Linked DNA regions of Zea mays: all the other regions are linked to region 1. The links are chromatin contacts, called in public Hi-C maps. All regions are on one chromosome and are shown on one strand. The core of a region is the stretch at or near the end of the contact, and the rest is flanking DNA. Distances in the headings are between cores, read along the strand shown. Region 1 holds the start of LOC100276564. Region 2 holds the start of LOC103632345 (ubiquitin family protein). Region 3 holds the start of LOC103632344 (kinesin-like protein KIN-4A).

Evidence for each region. A called contact is a pair of places that touch in the nucleus more often than the background predicts.
Region 2: a contact with region 1 is called in a Hi-C map of ear, with 2.2 times the contacts expected there. The contact joins the promoter of LOC103632345 here to the promoter of LOC100276564 in region 1. A contact is called at or near these places in 2 of 25 Hi-C or Micro-C datasets (bundle sheath and ear).
Region 3: a contact with region 1 is called in a Hi-C map of leaf, with 2.5 times the contacts expected there. The contact joins the promoter of LOC103632344 here to the promoter of LOC100276564 in region 1. A contact is called at or near these places in 3 of 25 Hi-C or Micro-C datasets (leaf and tassel).

Annotation. Positions count from the first base shown.
Region 1 is chr7:48,567,581-48,571,353 of Zm-B73-REFERENCE-NAM-5.0, reverse strand. It overlaps LOC100276564, which reads left to right and starts at 1,997. Exons shown (of 8, transcript NM_001363614.2): 1 at 1,997-2,193; 2 at 2,582-3,007; 3 at 3,183-3,319. The coding sequence starts at 2,693.
Region 2 is chr7:49,220,864-49,224,636 of Zm-B73-REFERENCE-NAM-5.0, reverse strand. LOC103632345 (ubiquitin family protein) reads right to left here and starts at 2,117. Exons shown (of 7, transcript XM_008654156.4): 1 at 1,906-2,117; 2 at 1,696-1,828; 3 at 1,396-1,481; 4 at 1,225-1,303; 5 at 1,030-1,139; 6 at 679-743. The coding sequence starts at 2,007.
Region 3 is chr7:49,115,812-49,119,584 of Zm-B73-REFERENCE-NAM-5.0, reverse strand. LOC103632344 (kinesin-like protein KIN-4A) reads left to right here and starts at 1,971. Exons shown (of 25, transcript XM_008654154.3): 1 at 1,971-3,011. The coding sequence starts at 2,889.

The DNA.
Region 1 (3,773 bases), core at 748-3,247:
GTGTTCCCATGAGGCAGGCTCCACGGCGGCGGCGATGAGCCCCGCCACCCCGTGCTTGTCATCGTCTGGTGCTATTCTTTACTGAATCGACTCATAAGGTGCCGTTCTTGAGGTAATTTACTCATTAGTTGGTTGCTTTCTCGTCTATTTTACTGTGCAAGAGCCTAGAGCATAGAGACTTGCTCTGCCCATGAGTCCAGAAGAAAAGAAGCCATACTACAATAAAGATTAAAGAATCATGTGCCTAAGCACGTGGTTTAAGTAGCTTATTTGCCTAAGAAACATGGTTAGTTAAAGAGCAACCGCTTGGGTGTCTAGCGAATATCAAAGGACAATTTTACCATTCCAAATCAGCCAGCCACCTATTTGGTTTAATAATTAAATAATGCTGCAAATCTCAGCTTTTCAGAGTTGGTGCTGACAGATTTGGAGCTGACATGGCCTAGATTTGGTGCTGTTTTTTCCTGCAAAATTCTCACATCGGTTTTTCAGAGTTAAGGGCATATACTGAACTTGAATTCTCACATCAGTTTTTTACCGCTCATTAGTGGCTGACTAATATGCATAGAATACAAGAGAAACTCAGGGTGGAGCTTATTTTAGGATGCTTCATTTAGAGTTTCATGTCAACTTCCTCCATATATTGGCTTACTGTTGTAGAAAAAGGTTCTTTTGCTCAATAAGACAATCAGATTCGAATAATAATCCAAAGTTTGTACTTCAATTTGTAAGCATCAATTTTCTTTTGTTATCTTGTTGTTTTCCACTTCTCTACTAATGAGATCTGTTTAATCTTGCAGTATTGCGACATCTGAATTGGTGAGCGACATCATTGTTCGCATAGGGACTACAAAGTTTTATCTTCACAAGGTAACCTGTAGTTTTCATTCACATGACAGTGCTACTTTGTGATTGTTGTTTTCTCAGGTTTTACATATGTCATTTGATTGTTGTTTTCTCGGGTTTTACATCCCAGCGACTTGATTAATTTCTTGGTTCTCATTATGCATAGCACAATCACTTGAGAGTGCATATTTATCACTTGATTAGTTTCATAGTTAAGGGCATACTGAACTTCAATTCTCACATGGTGTGCTATGTGCAGCTGAAGTTGGCTTCGATCGGTACGGCTGCCCAATTTCGCTGCTATGTGCTCTACTAGTAGCACATGTTTGCTCCTATGTGCGGCTGTTAGGCTTCATTACCTCTAGGACCATCCAAACAACGTAAAGGAAATGGAAAACGTTACCAGGTTTATCCAAACAATTGGCGCTTTTCATTTCCATGATAATAGATACCACTCTTATTTAATTACATTAACGTTACCATTATAAGTGCTCAACCAAACGCTACCTAAAGTATATTTTGTTAGGACATGTGAACTGTTAAAGGAGCTATAAAATATACTTTTGGTTTTGTGATATTGTTTTCATATTTTAATTATTTGTAGTTTAATTTATTTTATTACCAGATTAATGATTTAAATTGTACTTGTGGATTAAAATTCTAGTTATTTAAATAAAAATTGGAATTCACTGAACGGATTGTTGTATGATGAAAAATGCATGATATCAAAGCATATTGCTTCATAAAAATCATGTATATCTAGAAAATCCATGTAGTATTGAAAAATATAACGTTTTTATTATGTATAATTCAATATCACCATAACACCCCTAGGTTCTATCTAGAGATATAATATATTTAGAAAAATAGAAAATGATCAAACCATGTGATTAAATTGAATGTTTCTAGTTTCCCGTCTTTATGTCTGAAATTCTATTCTATATATAGAGCGCGACGCAAACGTGCGCACCCGTACATCCACGTCGGCAAAAAAAACATGTGCGCAAGATGTTCCATCAACGGACGAGATTTCTTCTCAGCCTCCCGGGCTGTTGTAGATGCCTAGAGAATTCTAGCCATGTGCAGTTTATAAAAAATCAACCGTTTTCTAGAAGGGTCTCAATAGGCATCGCGTGCCTAGCGTCGGCTACCGCGACTGCAGCGTCGGCGGCTGGGACCAGCGGATGTGCGTTCCTCTCTCTAGAAGCTCCGTCCGTCTTCACAGCCTTTTCCTCCCAACAACGCATAATATTAGCTAGGGTTTCAACGCATCTGACGGCGGAAGCTAGGGCGTCGCCACCGTCAATGTCTTGGCACTCCCGCTCTGTTCATCAATCGCATCGACAGGTAACAGTCCATCATCTCCGTATCACCTCCTTGGATCCTCCTCTGTTCCGTGACTTCCACAGCACGCTGCCAGGAGCCCTATCCTCAATCATGTCTTTCCCGCCGAGCTACACACCTTCAGGAGCCCATCCCCTCCTCCCTCAAACGACGCCGGGTGACAAGCAGGAAAAGTAGTAATGACGACATGCTTCCAAATCACTTTCAACAGTTTCTTCTACTTCTTTTTGTTTGCCTTATGATGATTATCTACTGTCAGTTACTCAGTTTTATGATTTGACTAGTTACTTTGGTTTGTGGAGCTGGATGGAACAATCTTTCAGGGTGCTTCACCATTAGATTGTGCTTATATATTGAGCTGAAAATTTAACCTATATATGTCCTGTTTTAGGTGCTCCATGATTCTCTATAACATCCGAAATAAATTAGGATTAAAGCAAGAATAGGAAGTTATTCAAAACTCAAAAGTAAAGGGTTTCCGGTCTTCCAGTTAAATGACCAAATGACCTGTAGAATGACAGCAAGCAAGCAAAATAAACGGCAGACAAATTGCACCAACTCAGAGCAGTGCAGGCCAGGGAAGAAAGCAAAATTTGACACATCTCATTGTCTAGTAAGTTTGAAGCCTCATATCAGTCTTAAATGGGATCAATATCTGAGGAAAGTTGTGCCAGAGAAGGAACAAGTTGGAATTTTGTGGTCAGACTTGGCCCCTTTCATGGAAAGCCAGAAACACTGTTCAGGCCTTGCTGATGTTATGTATGTTCCTCCAGAGATTTTCTCTCTTAAGAGCCTGAAAGGTGTGCTATCCTATGAGGTATACCTAGCTTCTTACCTACAATGTTAACTTCTGAGTTTATTTACCATGATCTGTTTTCATTTTATTTTCTACCATTGCCTTTACTTGCTAAATTCTTTATTTTGGTAGCGTTAGTCTGATATTTTATGCTATTCTGTTAACTATACATCAACAAACCTTGTCCTTGATGTAGGCATGGTCTACATCTCTTACAGAAGCCGAGAGAAAATTTCTCATACAATTCCTTCCAAGCGAGACTGATGCAGAAGAAAATGTAAAATTGTTGCTTACGGGACAAAATCATCACTTTGGAAATCCTTTCCTTAGCTGGCAAGTACTCTGATTTGATTCCTGTAGACCCATTTTTATTTTGCATTCTATGGATTTAGATGCATGTAGATGTGCATACTGTTTCCTTTGTTGTGGTTATATTTTGTTGTGAGCTGGTTGTCTTTGTTCTAGGGATGAAATGTGGGCCAGGTATTCTTGCCCATCTGTCCGACGAGTTTAAATCTGTTCATATCTGAGCCTAGATATTCAATGTCCTTTTCAGATCCCAGTTCATATCCGAATTCGGATATTCAATGTCCTAGATTCGGATCCGGATATTCAAAGTCGGATATCTGATATGTATACATATTATTTAGTATCTGATATACATATGCACATAGCCTCTTGAGATTTGCCCATTTTTATTTCCATCCCTCCATCCTATCCCCCCAATTTTTTTTTTCTCGAACACGCAGGAGAGCTGCGCATCAATATATTAAGAAGAAAAGGGGAA
Region 2 (3,773 bases), core at 868-3,367, 650 kb before region 1:
TTGATGCTTAAAAGTAATATGTTTATACATAATATTTTTTATACCTAATACCCATAGTTTACTTGGTTTTGGGCTAGGACACACGGACCACCCTTTAGCTCCGCCACTGGTGACAGGCCCAGACAAACTAGAACTGAACAAATCAACTTATGAGTAGCACTGGTGAAAAAAATACAAGCACCAATGAAAAGGAGAATAGTTTATCTCCAGTTTCACAATACGTCATCACAATAAGGCAACATATACCAAAACTAAATCACAGCTATTCTAGCAAAAATAGTCACAAAGTCTGGTAGCTGACAGTGCCACTATTTTATTGCCACTAACCAGCTGTTGACCAAAAGAAAAAAGATCTTTTATGCTGCAGTACAAGCAGCCTTTTAGCTACTGTTGCAGTTGGAGAACTTTGCCTTTCACTTAGGAAAGACATATTTTTCTGCAACGAATGCAGCACGTTTTAGCTATACTGCTTTTATTCAGCACACCAGCCAATAACACCAAAGAAGACCAAAATATGCAAAGTACCATAACATATCATATATCCATGTTAAACAATTGAGTTGTAAGCATAATTTATTGCATGGTACAAAAGAATGCAATGCTGGTCAAAACATAATAAAAGGCTTTAACTGTCAACAACAGAACAATAACACAAACTGAAGTTATAAGATGACATACCTAACATCACCTTGCTGTCGTCTTCCGAGATTAATAAGTATGATCAAGAAACCAGTACCAATTATCTGAATACAGCAAACAGTAGCGTTTGTCAATGAACTGAAACGTTGAATAAATCCTTAAGTTTGGTCATTCCGGCCCCTAAAATTTTACTACACATAATAGTAGCATCAAGGTTCAGCAAAATATCAGTATAACCTTGGATGGAGATCGAAATTGATATGTTCAATTCTTCAATAACTATCTAGATGTGTTTCAAATGCTTACATGCACTTCATTGTCAGGATGAGTATACTGTACATCACTGATAAAAATTGGTTAGAGTTTCTGATAACTAAAGAAGTTACTTACATATAAAGGTCCAATGTCGTACTTCTGAGCAATCGGTGCCAATAGGAACCACATTGCAATGATAATCCATGCTTTCATACTGAGAGAAAACAGCGCCATCAAAATGATATCTGAAGAAGTAGAATAGGTATTACATTCAGCACAATGCCATTTCATTTTACCAGAAAATAGATGAGCACCATGCATGCACATTACCAGGCAATCTCAATTTGTCTCGAAGAAACATAAAAAATTTCCTCTTCCACAAGGTTGTCGTTTGTGGTATTCTGAACTTCTAAAGAAATGGAAAGAGAGGTGGACTTTTATGAAGAACACAAAGATATCTAACATTACAAAGCTTTTGCAAGTACTGCAAGAAAATTGTACCAGTTCATCCTCTTCTTCGTCCTCAACGTCATCATCAAGAAGATGATTAACAGGAGGCTTAGGTGCCACGGCGACTATAAGAGTATCTGTAGAAATCACGAAAATATATATTTCTATATATAAACTCTCATATGAACAGAACTGCGTGTAAATGGATCATGACAAACTCAATTGAACAGACAGCACGGATTTTATAGACGAAAAGACAAAACTACTGAAAATAAATCAGTATGCGATGTTAGGAACATATCTCGCACATCGCCAATGAAGACATAAGGGGTTCAGATTTAGGGCACCCACCCCCATCGCGGAGAGTGACATGGCTGTCGTCTTGGTGCGGGAGCGTCTTCCCCCGCAGGATCAAGCGGAGTCGAACTTCTTCCGTGCCTGCTAGACGGCGTTCGCGCGCGATGCAGCCGCGCAGCTCGGCGACCTATAAGAGACGATTACAACATGAGGGAGGGGACTCAGCCTAGACGAAGGTTAAAGGAGGGTGGTAGTTTTACCGACCGAGAGAAGCGGAGGGAGGCGGAGGGTGGTTGGACGGGACGGGCCGACGGCGCGCAGCGTCACCTCCACAGTCTCCGGCAGGTCGCCGCCGGCGGCGGACATAGTGGGCTCTCCAGCACTCGCTGAGAGACTCGTGATCAGCTCAGGTACTCGGCCGGCCCCTCGCGGGCGAGAAATTTGTCATTATGAAACACCGAGGGTTTGGCTTCGACGAAATAGAGGTCTAGGAGAGAGTTTCTCCCTTATGAAACAGTTGGGCATAGCTAACCCTCTAAAATAGATATGACTAAACCATTTACAGGTTTAGATCAGTATTATTCTCATTGACACCGGGTTCCGTCCCCCTGCGCCGTCGCCGTGAGCCCGTAGAGATGTCGAGCCCGTGAGTTGTCCTCCATTGCCGTCGCGTCCTTCAATCGTCTTCCTCCTCCATTAGCCGGGCGCAGCAGCCTCCGACGAAGAGCCGCCGATTGAAGAGATTGAAGGGCGCCGGTGACGCCTGTCTGACCGAGCTACAACCCCTGCAGCCGACACCGTTTAGGGGCCGAATGAAGGTCCCCGCTTCTTCCCCACACGCCTGTCCGACACCGTGAGTTTGTCTCTGTTGTTCTTGATTGATTCAACTTCTCTCCCCCCATTCGTGTCTCCTCCCCCCATGATGTACTACAAATTGAACAGAACTGACAAGATCTAGCTCGGTTTTTGTTTGCAGTGGATAGAGCATTGTGGATTTAGAGCTGTTCAATGATGCAAACATAGGCATATCTGAAAATCCAGGTAGATATTTGTGCCTTGCTGTGGTATGAATCGTGCACATGTAACCTTTAATTTTGTAAATTATTGGTTGAATTAATGGCAGGTCCCGTGATGTCTTCACCACCGCCTTGTTCAAGTTCCTTACCGTTAGTTGCATTTGGTGCAAATAAAGTTAATGAGGTTAGTTGTGCTTCATTTAAGTAAAATATAGTGAGGTTATGATTATGTGAATTCACTTAATAGAGACTTGTCATCCAGGAAAATGAAAAGGTACAAGACAAATCGAGGTTAGATTAGGAATCTATGGTACTATGTGATTTATGGGAGGAGGAAGGGAGACGTGATGTTGCAAGTGAGATGGAGATGTATTGTAATCTAGGACTCAATGAGGGGGAAACGACAAAGGAAAATGCAAGAGATGCAGCCGTCAATGAGGAGGGAAAGTCACAGGAAAATACAAGTAATTTGGATCAATCGGAGCCTATTAATTTTGGAGACAATACTATAGACCAATCATTTGAAGACTACCTGCCAAATGAGAAGAGGGTTATGTATGATAAAATCAATCCGTCAATGCAACCTGGTAGTTTGTTTCCTAACATGAAATAATTTCGAATTGCTATGAGGCAATATGCCATAAAGCACGAGTTCGAGCTTGGAATCGATGTAACTTCCACTACCAGATATGTCGGATATTGTAAAGGTGGTGATTGCCCTTGGAGGATTTATGCACGAGAGGAAAAGAAAGGACTCCCGACCATTGTGGTATGTTAATTCATACATTTGAATTTAGGTTTTGTTTGTGTTCGAAGTTGTAATTGTACAATTTTGCAGGTTGCTGTATTGCATGATTCGCATACTTGCACATCTAGTGGAAGGAGGAAGACGACTACACCAAGTTGTGGATGGGTAGCTTTTCACGCTTTGCCACTACTTATGAAGAAACCCCATATGGGTGCTAAAGAATTGCAAGATACACTTCAAGGAGTTCACAATGTCACTATTGGTTACGACACAGTTTGGAAGGGGAAGGAGAAGGCATTAAAAGAGTTGTTTGGCAGTTGGGAGGAGAGCTTCAAGCTACTATTCTCTTGGCGGGAGGCAGTACTAGC
Region 3 (3,773 bases), core at 722-3,221, 550 kb before region 1:
AAATCAGAATATATCCTAATCCATGATAGACCTAGCTAGCCGATCATTCCAGAAGAAAGCATAGGTAAGTAAAATAATGAATAACAGTGTTTTTTTTTTCATGTCATACTGCACACCATTCTGGACTCGGACAGCTGATGAACATCTATTTTGCCGCCTCACGAATAAACGCGCGAGTAACTAAAAAGATTGGATCGGATGTTATGCATTATCCAGGAAACTTGTAGTAAATCCTATACACATACTACACGTCCCTTGGAAACGATATGATTTCACAAAAGCAACTAGTAGCATAGCGGGGTCTTCCATGGAACGTATTTCAGAGATGATATTATCCATGTCCATGCCTAGGTTCACTAAAGAAACCATATAAGAAAGAGCAAAGCAACAGGCGGCGAAAAAAAGAGGGGGGTTAAGAAACAAAGCGCTGCACGAGAGAGAGGTGGGTCGGATCGGTCGGTCAAGCCCATGCTGCAGCGCAGGCTGCTGTATTCTGGTACAGCTAACTTTAGGCAGTGGCACTGGCAGTCCACAACCAAACCTCCCACCAACAAGCTTGTGCCCAGCCTTGGATGAAATAAGAAAAAAAGAGAAAGAGAGAGACCGAGCCGTGAAATATATAAAAAAACAAACAAGTACATTGTTCTGGAAGGCACATGGGACTGGCTAACCACCGAGACGTGAAAGGGGATCCAGCACTTTGTGCAAAACAATATGATACTCAGATAATGTGACGTGCATGTGTGCGCGCGCGAGAGAGGGGCACCTGCCCCCGCATAAACTACGGGATTATTACGTCGCTGTTAGAGGGGAGGTGGAGCGTTGGCATCAGCGACGTCCCGCGCGCAAACCGAATGTGGCCTGTTGAGACGCCATTCACGCGTACGCCTCCTCCTCCTCCTCCTCCTCCTCTGTTTCTGCTTGCTTGCTAACCTAATGGCATAGCAGAATTGACGCCCCATCAGCTTCGATCGATGGAGTTAGGAGTGTTGTTTGTTTCATCGTCTATCTACTGTCCTCTGAGTGACGGCGACGTCGCCATGCATGCTCTCGACACTCTTGCGCCTTGCAACTTATTAGGAGTACTTGTTACTTTACTACTCCGTTCTGACTTGACTCTAGACCACGTTCTGTGTGTGCTGTGCTGTCATATATAGCGTCGTTGGCCCGTGTTCGTTTTTTTTTGTAGCGGTGGTGGGAGGAGGAGGAGGAGATGGGGACAGCGTTTGTTAGCGATTCGAGGGGGAAAGCTTATTACATGAAACAACGGCACCAGTCAATGCTTTTCGGTCCCCCAAGTTAATTTCTTGTGGTCTTGTGGAAGCCACTAGGCAACGATGCGGCAGCGTCACGTTTATGGATGGGAAATACGTTACGGTATGTATAAAGTGCATGAGAACTCAACGTGGCGCTACAGTTACAGTATGCCTGGCTCCACATCACCACATGCAGTGCACTGCCGTACCGTGTACGTAGCTTGTCTTGTCCCGCTGTTGTTTTCCCTAGCTACTACACGTTGCCATTGTCCGTTACATTTACTATATATATATACTACCAGTACCAGAGAGCAGGTGGGCAGCTCTGATGTTCTGGCTCCTGACTGCCTTCACAGGCACTGAATCGGAGCAACAGTTCCGGTTTCTCTTTCTATTATTTCTCGATTAATAAGGCGAGAAAAAGGCGACCAGCGAATGAAATGGGGAAAATGTGTTTTCCTGATAGAAATCCTGCCCGCGATAATTATTTTTTTTATAAAAAAAAATTAGCACTACGTCTCGCTTGATAGGGATCCGTACGGAAAAAGATAAATCAGCAGATGGTAGGATTTACTTTCAAGACGAGAGAGAGAGAGGTCAGTTCGGTCAATTGTGCTTGGGTCACTAACAACCAAGAAGATGCCACGTCCTTGTTGCGGCGGACGGACGAGCGAGCGAGCGAGCAGTGGAAAGGTAATAACACCGCAGCTGCAGGCAGTGATTAATCACTCGCTCTCTCGCTCGCTCCCCGTCCCTGCCCACTCACTCACTCACCTTCGCCGGGAAAAAAAGGAGGAAAGGAAATAAAATACTCCAAGCCAAGAGAGCGGCAGGCCGCAGGGGCACCCCCCACACCCACAGGCCATCCTTCACCAGCACACACTCATCTCCCACACCTAGCCTAGCCTTGCTTTGTCCTCCTCCGTCTCGCTCTCGCTCTCCGTCTCCATTCCCACCCACCACCAAACACCAGGCCCAAAGGACCCCCCGCCTTCCCAACTAAGAGCACCAGCGCAGCGGGGAGGGGGAATCAGGGCAGCAAGATCCGAGCAGCAGGAGTGGCAAGCAGCATTTGTAGCCACAGCTCGCTCACTCAATTGCAGCTAGCCGCGGTTGCGGTTGGACTGGATCGGCGGCAGGGCAGGGCAGGGCAGGGCGCGCGGCGGTGGTGGTAGTTGCAGAAGTGACGGTCAAGTTTTCCTCGCTCCTTGCTTCGGCCGAGACTCCGCCTGACGCTACTACCAACATCTCCACCTGAATCCATCTCTATCTACCTCGCACGAACGAACAGAGACAGGGGAGGGGAGGGGGGGAATTGAAGTGTAACCCAAGGAAAGGAACCATGATGGTGTGGCAGGCGGAGGAGGAGGATTGATCCATCCGTCAACCCATCAGACCCGTCCATCCATCGGTGGTGGTGGTGGTGGCTGCTGTTACTCGCTATCACCATCTGCTGCTGCCTGCTTTAGTCTTTTGCTTCACTTCTCTTCTTTCTATCCTTCCTCCCCCTGTCTGTTTGTCTGTCTTATTGCCCTCCCTGTTCTTGTTGCTGCTTGCATTGAGAAAAGAGAGAGAGAGAGACAGAGAGAGATAGAAAGTGGTTGCTAGTTGTATGGTCGTCCGGTGGGCGCGATGACCATGGAGCACGGCGAGGATTGCTGCGTCAAGGTGGCGGTCCACGCGCGCCCCCTCATCGGCGACGAGAAGCTGCAGGGCTGTAAGGACTGCGTCGCCGTCGTGCCGGGCAAGCCGCAGGTATCGATTCTGCGACTTCTTTGCTTCTTCGCTGGGGAGTGGGCCGGGCATGAATCTTCGGATGTTTCTGAACCTGTGTTTCCCGCCCTCCTGCGTGTGCCTTGTTTACATCTCGGATACACAATTCAGACTCTGGATTGACCCCTGCCAAACAATATTTTTAGAAGTCTGCCTGTCCTGCTATTTCCCCATGTTTTCTAGTACAATTTTCAGAGGCATTTTGACACTGCATGCAGATTTTCAGGGTGTTTCTTCTTCTTCTTCTTCTTCTTCTTCTCTGTATTCTATTCTATCTTGCACCGCTGAGAGTCTGTTTCGCCAACAAGAGTACAGGTACAGCAGAGCAGAGATAAATTGACCATGTCGAAACAATCCAGATCTCTCTCCGTGTGTGTGCGTGGGAGAGAGGGGGAGAGAGTGAAAAAAAAAATCTAGGAGGAACGGAATCTAGGTTGCTTCTTCCATTCTAGGTCTCTTCCTAGCTGTGTACTTCTGAGCCTCTGACAGAGACGCCCAGAATTTCTCTTCGTTCCCTCTCGCTTTCTTTTCATTAATTCGGTTTCAGGTACAAGGGAAAAAAAGTGTCGGCAGGGCAAAACCTTCCGCATTTTTGGTGCGAACTTGTTCCCAATCCTGCTCATGTTCTTGCTATCCTCTGTCTGGCTAGGCAGGAGTCCTGTCTGCGTCACGCGCAGTTATATTATATCACAACTCTGATTTTTTTTTTCATTATTTTTTGGCCAGCCTTTTGTTGATCAGACT